2 separate regions of the Zea mays genome follow, and region 1 is linked to region 2. A link is a contact called in public Hi-C data. All regions are on one chromosome and are shown on one strand. The core of a region is the stretch at or near the end of the contact, and the rest is flanking DNA. Distances in the headings are between cores, read along the strand shown.

Region 1 (5,102 bases), core at 454-2,953, 190 kb after region 2:
ATGGTGGAATATCAAATTCCAAACTAAATAAGTTAATTTATTGAGTGAATTCTAATTTCTCTAAAATAAAGGGATCCAAACGGCTGTTAGAAGAATAGCTAGGCTTGATTTGGGCCGAATCCTTTAGAATTGCCAGGCTTGATTTGGGCTGAACCGGTCATCTGAGCAAGCGTATGTGGACCAGGCATCCATCCTCGATTTTGAACGCCCGAGACCAAGATACAGTTACATCAGACAGGGCGGCTGTATCCAAATAGGTCTGCTCACTAGTGCCGTGAGTCCGTGACAGACCCACACCATTGCTCTCGCAAGCCGCTTGACGCTTGTAGTTCACGTTTACTACTACTACTACTTTCTTGCAGGAATTCGGTTCCTCTGTCCCGGACAGGAGCGTCCCCTGACACTGACAGCGACGACCTTTGATCTCGTGGGGATTCCCTCTGCATTCCAACGTCGTAAGCTGCACCAACCAATCATTTGCGAGCGCAAAATCCTTGTTGCCAAGTCCAACAACACTAGGATAGTAAAACCTCTGAAAAAGTCTCAAAACACAGAAAGGCGAACGGAGACACCACCACATGAAAACAGTAGAATGGTGAGCCAGTGCGGTTAACTGTCTACGCATGCGCCGGCGCCGCAGACCGCGTCACGTTTCGACAGCAACGCGTGTCCCACGTCCAATAGCTGGGCGGCACCTACCCAGGAGATATTTTCGATCGCCGGACCCCACGCGCCCCGCCGGCGCCACACGTGTCGACGCGCCAGGGCGCCCTGACGCTGCGGTCGTCTGTCCCGGTACCGGTCCGGGCGGCCACCCCGCGGGAAGCACAGAACTACAGAAGCAACCCGAAGCCGGTTCGAAAGATGTTGCCGGCTTGCCGCCGGTAATAATTGGGCGCCGGGTGCGTGCGCCCGCGGCCCCCGCGAACCCGAGGGTGAGCGCCGGACACGCGTCCTCCACCGAGGGCCGCGAAGGCACGTGGCCGGCGGGGCGAGCGCGGGTGCCGGGACGCGTGTCCGGTATACTTCCGCCGTCGCCCGTCGGCACGTCCGGTTTTAGCGTGGCGTGGCGTGTCAGCGCGTTGAAATCGTCCGGCGAGTGCGTGAGGCTGGTGGTGCGATGACGCGACAGTGAACGTGAACCATGGCCGGCGGATAAAGCACGGTCTGGGTGATTTGCAGTGTCCTGTGCCGTTCGCACGCAACGCAAACGCAGGCATGGTTGGTTCACGTTCGCTGTCGCTGCGCCGACCAGGGCAGCAGGAACAGGACACAGTAGTACGGCTAGGCTGGTTCGGGATCGCGACGCCGCGAGACTGTTCCAGAAGCTTTTAGGCTGTTTGGATCAATGGTGCACCACCGCAACCAAACAAACACCCTTTGTTTTTTCCGCTTGCGTTTCGTCTCGTCCAGGGAACAACAGCACGGGGGGCAGTCGGCCAACGCCCACCGTCAGTGCTCAGCGCGGCGCTCGCACAGGGAGGGATTAGCGCGTAATAGTCGAGATATTTAGAGGGGTGGAGTGCGTTCGATGCCTGGGAGGGATTGGTCCCCTTGTCGCGCGTCCATAAAGACACAAACACGACGCGAATCGGGTCCGTGTCCGTGTCCGTGTCCGCGCACAGCGCACTGCACCTGACCGCCGGCAGCGGACGGGCGTATATAACCGGCTACGGCCTGTGAAAATTGCGGCACGCCGATATTGGACACCGAATGAGCGAGCTGCGAGCACCAGTTTAGGCAAGTGAGCAGCTCGCCAGTTGTCGGTCGCGGCCTCCTGCGCTCAGCGCTTCGCTCGCGGTGCCGGTGCGTGAGGTGAGGTTGATGGGCGCGGAGGGATGAGCGAGAGCGCCTTGACCATAAGGCGGCTGAGCGGGCCGTCGAACGGCGGCGGCAATGCGGGAGCTAGCTCTTGCGCGGTCGGCACCTGGGGAGGAGGAGGCGGCGGCGGCGGCAATGCGGCGCGCATCCGGGGCGTCAACGTGGGGCTCATGGACGAGAAGGTGCTGCAGCTCGTGTTCCTGGCGCTCAACTGGGACCCGCAGTCGCTGTGCGCGGTGGCGCGGGTGAGCCGGCGCCTGCGCGCCGTGGCGGAGCGGGTGCTGTGGCGGGAGCTCTGCGTCTCGCGGGCGCCGCGGATGGTGGCGGCGCTGACGGGAGGCCCCGCGGGCTCGGCGCCGGCGGCCGGGCGCGTCGGCGGCGGGTGGCCGGCGCTGGCGAAGCTGCTGCTCTTCTGCTGCGGCGCCGCGGGCGCGGGCGTGACGGGCCACTTCGCCCCGGTCTCCCGCTTCTCCAAGACGTCCGGGCGGAGCTTCCTGCCGCGCCGCTGCGCGGGGGACCTGCTGTACGTGTCGGACCCCTGCGAGCACGCCGTGGCGGGCGCCGACGACGTCGGCGTCTACCGCGGCGTGTTCCGCGGCTTCATGCGGTCCCGGACGCGGGCGTGGCTGGTGGGCCACCGCGCCGCGCTGGACCCCCGCGCGCGATGCCCCTACTGCGGCGCGCGCGTCTGGAGCATGGCCGCCGCGGGTCTCGCCCCGCGCAGCGCGTCCCGCAGGCTCGGCGCCTACGAGGGCCGGCTCGAGTACTTCGTCTGCGTCAGCGGCCACCTCCACGGCAGCTGCTGGCTCGCGCGCCTCTCCGACAGCGAGGGCACCGGACCCGACGCCGACGACACGTCCGCCGGCGCCAGCGACGAGGACGACGCCGACCTGTGACGCCGATCGACGGGAGGGACGTGTACAGAGTATTAGATAGCGTCAACTTGCCATTTCTCCACCTTGTTGTCTTTGATTCATCTTGTAAAGTTGTAAATTGTAATGCGGTAGTTCTAGCGTTCTGCACTTGCCCTGTTGGCTATTGCTGCATTGCATTTCACTGCAACCCACTTCGTGCTTGAGCACTAGCCACCGTGGTCTGCTCGGTGCCTCGGTATTTCACATGGGCCACGGCCTTTCCTTATTACTAGATCAGGCGGCGCCCATTCAGGCGCCCTATCCAGCACGAGGAAAGCACCATCAAGCACCAGGAAAAAATAGGAGTGAGGTGTCACTTAGAAACTTCTTCAGAAAGAATCAGAATCCTAGCATCCTCAGAAATTTCTATATATGTGTAAAGAAGGGACATGTTTAAGGTCATTACCCTCCACTCGATAACACAAAATGGTACTGCTTGAACTGATTACTTAGTCCTCAATTCAGGATCACAAAGTGGAATTTTGTTGGCGTTGCTAAGGCATCAACATTTAGGATCATTTTTAACACTCATTACTGTAAGTGACATGGAAGATATACTTCTCCAAAGAATTTTTTTCAAAATATTTCTATGTAATGCAAATTTTAATCCTCAGCTATTATTGTGCATAAACCAGACAGAATCTTGTGATAATTTGGTACTGGGACAAATGTTAAATAAATATTGTATACAAGTAACAATATACAGTACAACGATGTGAAAAAACATGCATGTACATGAAAACAAACGGTAATCTTTTTATTATTATCATTGTGAAAAAAATGAATGATACGATGTTTTCTTCAAAACTATATCCTAAACAGTCTCATCTCTGTAGTTTATAGACATCTGGTGGCTATATAGACTTTCTTGAATATATTTATCTATTCCCAAGCTAGATAACTGAACAACCGCTACAGATTCTCTTGGAAGCAAATTAGTAGTTTAGTACGCTTGACCAAAAAAAAGGTTGGACAGTACAAGCCAACTATGTTTTTTAAAATTAAAATTAAGAGTGAAAGCAACCAGACCACAAACATGATTGGCGATGTTCAAAAATTAACATGTCCTAGTGCAGGACATTCAAAACCAACCCAGCTTTGATAACTGCAAGTCTACAATAGAAGAACATGACCATGCAACGATCAATGTCCCGAAACAGCACCAACAGGAAAGGCTTACTTTGAATCAAATTTTCAATATCCTCCAAGATAGAAAGAAGGTGACGGCTAAAGCATCATATACCTCATCATCGACCTTCAAGTTTAACATCGAATTTTATCAGTATGCCAATCATTCAATAGTATAAACATTAATAATGTTCAAAGCTGAGAAGATCAATAAGAGTGCTATAATTGCTAGTAATACTTGCGATCTCATCTTCCGTGAAAATTTCGATTTTTTGACTCATTGAACCCATGGGTGAGATCTGCAATCATAAGCTAGTTTTCTTCGTATTGTGCTCCAGGCCAGTGATTTGGGTCCCATGTTCAAGATCTAAAGTTGATAGCCTGATAGAAAAAAATCGGTGTCGTTACTTTCAAGACGAGGTAAATGTTGATTCATCTAACTTCCATCTGTCATGTGCAGAGGGTACTGTATTTGCTATTAGTTTCCTACAAGACCTGAACATTTCAGTTAGCATAGCGCACAACGTAATGAAAAATATTTGCCCTTTTGTTTAAGGAGACATGAACGAAATTCGACCTATCACCTATGTGCTTCTGTAGAATCCTATAACATTTTGTTGAGAATTTAAGGAATTCAACGAGGCCAATTCATGGGTTTATCCAACACTTGTCACCCCAGCTGCAATGTACTACTATCTTTCATCTTCGTTTTGTTTAAGAACACCAGCAATCCAAAAGGGTTATCTAGTTAGTTTTCAGTAGGAATTCGAATCGCAGGTTTTGCTCAGCTGAGCCGATTGGATGCTCCGAAGGAAAATCTCTGGTATTCCTACAAAATAAAATGGAGCCACCTAATGGATGCAAATATGTAATTCATAGGCAACCTGGGAACTCAAACTTCATAGGCAAGTTGGCGACTTTCAGTTTCCTCCTAGTTCTAAATCTCAAGAAATTACCCCCAACATCCCAGGTACGTCTCAACAACTCTACTCGAGCATTACGTATCACACCACTCTGCACAAAGATTGACGGTTGGGGCAAAACAAAACAAAAAAAGCTCTAAAATTATCTCGACGAAATGGTTTCCTGCGTCTCGGAGAAGAAGACAGACAGAGAGATTCAGATAGGGAAACGTACCCTGCGACGGAGACCACCCGGCCCGACTCCGACTGGCTGGCCGGTCGGGCAGCCGGGGCCTCGCCGGCCGGTGGGCACCCTGCTGATTCCACCACGAAACTT
Region 2 (4,951 bases), core at 285-2,784:
CTTCCATTGCTTCCCTCAGGTGAGGGTTTGATAGCCACCAAAGTAGCGCCTTGCAACGCCATACCACCAGGCAGTTCAACATATGGAGCATACTTGAGCTTCATGTTGCAGGCTGGGACCTGAGTCCTGTTGGAACATGCCGAGGTCGACAACTGGTTCTCTCTGAACTCCTCCAGCTGCTTTGCCCCCATGCACAATGTGCCTTGGCCATCAGCATCTGTCAGTACCAAGCTCTGTAGTGTGGGATGGCCATTGATGATTGAGCGGAGAAGATAGTGCCTTGTTGATGCCGCGATTAGAGAGCTGATTGTCCAGACGACACGAAGTTTCAGCCCACCATTGGTATAGAAAGACTCTGGCATGCTTCCATTGTCCTCCAAAGCTGGCTCATGCTCTCCACCAACAGGCTTGCGGTCAACCCGGGTACCCCCCAGGATCACACAATTCTCAAGTGTGCTCCCATACTCTGCTCGCCATTTCAGGAGAACTCCCTCCTCAGTACCCACATCCCCAGAGGGGAGCTCGATCCGAAGGTTCCTGACGTGCGTGAAGTTCCTGAGCACCTGTGCCGGTGAGTGCTGCGAGAGCTGCGGGAACAATGGCCTCGCAGTACCATTAGGGCTGCGCATGTTGTGGAACGGCTTGATGATTGTGAAGAGCATCAGCTTCAGGAAGTGCGAGAAGATGCTCCGAGGCTTCGGCGAGGACAGGTTGAGCGTGCCCTCGGCGTCGCCGTCGACCGCAACGACGCGGTCAATCTTGACATACACATCATGGACGAGGGAAACGAGCCCACAGAGCCGCTTGGACACGGCGTAGCACCGGCCGAGCGACCGCACGTCCTCGACCTTGTTCAGGATGAGCAGGACGAGCGAATCCGGCAGGCAGTCGAAGTGGTCGACCTCGCGCACCGGGTCGGCGTGGATTCGTGCCTTGGGATGCATCACACGTCACACCTTTCTGCCACGCAGCGAGGCGAAACGCCCCCCGAGATTGCCAGGAAAGGCTGGCCCACCCAAATGGCAGGAATCGCGCGTCGACTCGACGCGACTAGCTGAACAGAGAACGAAGACATCGGTGATAAGAACACGGGTCAGCGAGTAGAGAAAAATGGCAAGCGCATAACTAAGCCTGCGCGTCCGCATGCATCAGACTTCAGAGGTTCCACCATGAAACGACAAGAATCTCAAACCGAGAACTGCAACAAGCAAATCGAAGAATGGTGTACCTGAGCCACCGGCACCGGCACCGCAGTCGCGATTCCATCTCAGGCCGGCAAATTGAGCTCGAAGCTGGGCTGGCCCCCGCCAAGAGCCCGACCTCTCGCCGAAACAAACCTGGATCCGGCGCCGGAGAGCACCGGTGAAGACCTGATCCTTCCGAGGAGCGAGGAACAGCTTGAACCGGGTGGTCCTAGCACAAGAGGGGTGCAAAATTTCGCCAAACCGAGCACGGCTCAGCTCCCGCAGGTAGCTGGAACATCGGAGGGTTCCGAATTGGGAGGATTTTTGCCGAGAATCCAACGAGGTTAGGGTTTATGGAACGAGCAGTCGAGGACTTTCCTCCTCCTTCTCTTTTAAATTCTTAGAGATAGAGGAGGATGAGGTACCGTGCAGTGCAGATGCAGCGTTGGAATGCTTTTTCCTTCTCTTTCTCACCCCGTCCGAAGCAGCTTTTAATACTGGGCTCAGAGCCTTGGAGTTGGAGGTCATGGCGCCGTTAAGTAACGGCTCCGTGCCGTCCACCCACGTCAGCATCAGAAAACGTGCTTATCTCTCGCTAAGAATCTTAAAAGAATTTATATGTGATATCAGGATAGAAATGATCTAGGCTAAGAAGTTTGTTCTTATGTGCATTTGTATTCATCACAATTCACATACGTCAAAACTATGGTGTATATATGTGGCCTGATGACGAATTATAGGTAGACAATATATATTTATTTTCCACTTGATTGGTTCGCTACTTGCACATAACCTAGCTTGCGCGAGCGTGCCGTGGCTAGGCGTATGAGTGGATGCAGACAAACAACGTTAAAATGGTTTGTTTTGCATATGCTAATGCAACATGTGTGGCCGCGCAAACGACAACCAAATATGTGTTTAAATAAAGTTAATATACGCGATGGTCCAAAATGAGATAGAGCGGGCTACCAATCATACGGTTTATGAATGTATAGTGAACTAATTTGGCGTCACAATTTTTTTGCGCTTTTTCTCTCTCTCTATACAATCGATCAAATACAAGAATATTTGGCTTAAAACAGCTCTGTACATTATTTTGTTAAGGGGCAAAAGGGGGACGAAGTGAGGTATATATATAGTACAGAAAACAGCTAATCTGTTTACTACTCTCCCATGTGAAAAACCCGGTTGTTTTTCATAATCAGATGGTGTAACAACTATCTCCCCGTTAGCAGTAGTAATAATCACAGAAGTTGCGGTCAGCTCCCAAGCGGCGTGCCGTGACTAGTTAAGAGAGGGACAAGGAAGGAAGCACGAGCAGCAGGAGGGACAAGGCAGCATAATGGCATGTCCAGACGGGGATGAGAGGGCGAGGCCGACATGGACCTGGACGGACGTGTGCGGCGCGGATGGATGGATGGAGCCAGGGGGCGACGACGACCGCGCGGTGCAAGCGACGGCCGCGTCGTTTTCTGCTGGCGATTCGACCGAGAGGACGGACAAACGGATCCTCCTCTCCCGGCCGGAGGAGCTGCCTGCCTGTTCCTGGCACGAACGATCTGCGCCCGCTGAAGAACTGATCAGGCAAGTAGATTTTTTTATATACTTAGGGCTAGTTTGGGAACCATTAATTAGTTCAATCTTTTTTTAAAAAAAATACTAATCCCTTGAAAAAATAGAGTTTTCAAACTAGCGCTTACTACTAATAAAAACCGAGAGAGAGAATGAGATTGGGAGAGGGGTGTCGTGTTCTTGTTCGCTGCCGTCGTCATCAACGATACGCGGTAAGAAAAGGCTAAAAAGACCGGACGGACGAGAGTAGCAGCGACCGACTTGCTTGGTTGGCACCGGCAGGGGGTGCCGTGGAACGCTACGACTGTGACGAGAAGCGCCGCGAACACACACACGGGTGCCTGATCTTAAACACGGAGACGGATCAGCAGCTGGTTTCTTGAATCCAAGACTCCTGCAGCCACCAGGACGTACTTGTCGTCTTCTACAAGCCGACGTCGTCTGCTCTGATCTTATTAAACGCAACGAGATGCAAACTGGCGCAAGCTTTCCAGGCAGCCAGCCTGCCTTGCCGGCCGAACCCGCCGAGGACGAACCACCTGGCCGATGAGAACTGATGACATCAGCTGGCGCGCGGGCGGCTGACGGTTTCTGCCGCCGGCGCCGGGCACCGTGACCCAGCCTGGCAAATGCAAGATGCTGTGCAGCATGCAGCGGCACTGCACAGCCGCCATGAGCTATCCGGGGGGCGACGGAATGGAATTGAATGTAACAGCACCATCGGCGGACGCTGCGAAGCTGGAATCCTATGCGTGCCATTCGACCGCGATCGCGCGCGTGTCACCTGTCGCTCTGCCTGCTAGCATGTGTGTGGCTCTGCCGCTCTGGTGAGGTCGGCTCGGTAATCGTCCGTGGCGTGCCATGCCATGCTGCCCTCCTTGTTTTGGTGCCTCCAAACTTTCCGGTCGTGCAGCAAAGGTCAGAAAGCAGGGCTGCAAGAGTGACACGATGGAGGACTGAAGGTTTTTCTGCTTTCGCTGTTGCATTGCATTGCATTGAGAACATACAAGTTCGGTTGGTGCCTTGTCTGGCCAAATCGAGATGAGACCGGATTAAATTTTCTGCAATTCTGTAAACATGGTGCCAGGGTTTCAAGGAACCGTTTACCCTCACGGGGACGTTTGGATTCCTTCATTTTATAGGAATTGGAATTCAGTCAATAAAGTAACTTATTTAATTTGGAATTTAACATTCCACCACTTTCCAAAGTTCAGATATAAGTCTATCTCAAATTCATGGGGTGGAGGATGAGAAATGATTTTATACATTATTAGAATTTGTTTCTACTTTGTAACTAACATGACACCCTTCGTCTCACCCCTCTATAGTAAAAATGTAGCACATAAATATCTCTGACATCTTACTAATAATAGTATACAAATATATTTTGCATAAAACCGAATTAGCTTAATTGATAAATGTCTAAATTACTATTATTACAATGGAATTCAATTCTAATGATCCAAACGGGACGTCAATTATTTTTAAATATCTCTTGCATTCACATAGCCTCAGCCTCACATGTATGTGGTCTTGAACAGGGTTGATGGGTAATCTCTATCCAAGCTCTTTGCTCCACAGTATCTTGTCTTGTCACCTTAACATCTGACGTCTCTAATGTGAGTCACATGCTTGTTCAGAATTTACAAGCCCATAGTTCTGCACAAATATTCACTTTCATTTGGCAAAATATAAAAGGGTATAAATGATGTACTGTCTTTTACTTTCGTTCAGTTCATCGATTTGGAGTCTTAAATATAAATTAATGATGTACCGGCTTGGCGGTGGAGTTTTTTCAGGAGTTTTGGCACTTGATTAAGAACAATATTTTTGATATGTGCAAAAAAATTTATAATGGGTCATTAGATATCAAGAGGCTTAACTATGATGTGGTTATTTTGCCGCCTAAAGTTGAAAATGCTAATAAAATGAAGAATTTTAGATCAATCGGTTTACTAAATTTTTGTTACAAAATTATCACAAAAATGCTCAATAGTAGGTTGGTTGCCTACATTATCAAAGTCATCAATGAATACCAATATAGTTTCATTAAGATAGATATATTTTGGACGGTGTGGTTTCCCTTCATGAAATCATTCATGAAGGCTAGCAAATGTGCTGCAAATATTGAGTTGCACAGAGATGCTCTCATCTATACCATTCAGAGGACATGGACATGGTAGTGGAACTCAAAC

The links. A called contact is a pair of places that touch in the nucleus more often than the background predicts.
Region 1: a Hi-C map of leaf shows a contact between it and region 2, with 7 times the contacts expected there. The contact joins the promoter of LOC100381774 here to the promoter of LOC100279399 in region 2. A contact is called at or near these places in 2 of 25 Hi-C or Micro-C datasets (bundle sheath and leaf).

The regions. Positions count from the first base shown.
Region 1 is chr8:122,693,488-122,698,589 of Zm-B73-REFERENCE-NAM-5.0, forward strand. It overlaps LOC100381774 (EID1-like F-box protein 3), which reads left to right and starts at 1,704. Exons shown (of 1, transcript NM_001174574.1): 1 at 1,704-2,881. The coding sequence starts at 1,839. The coding sequence ends at 2,717. LOC100194189 (a long non-coding RNA gene) reads right to left here. Exons shown (of 3, transcript XR_557635.4): 1 at 5,001-5,102; 2 at 4,102-4,244; 3 at 3,543-3,990.
Region 2 is chr8:122,507,621-122,512,571 of Zm-B73-REFERENCE-NAM-5.0, forward strand. LOC100279399 reads right to left here and starts at 1,535. Exons shown (of 1, transcript NM_001152411.1): 1 at 1-1,535. The coding sequence starts at 944.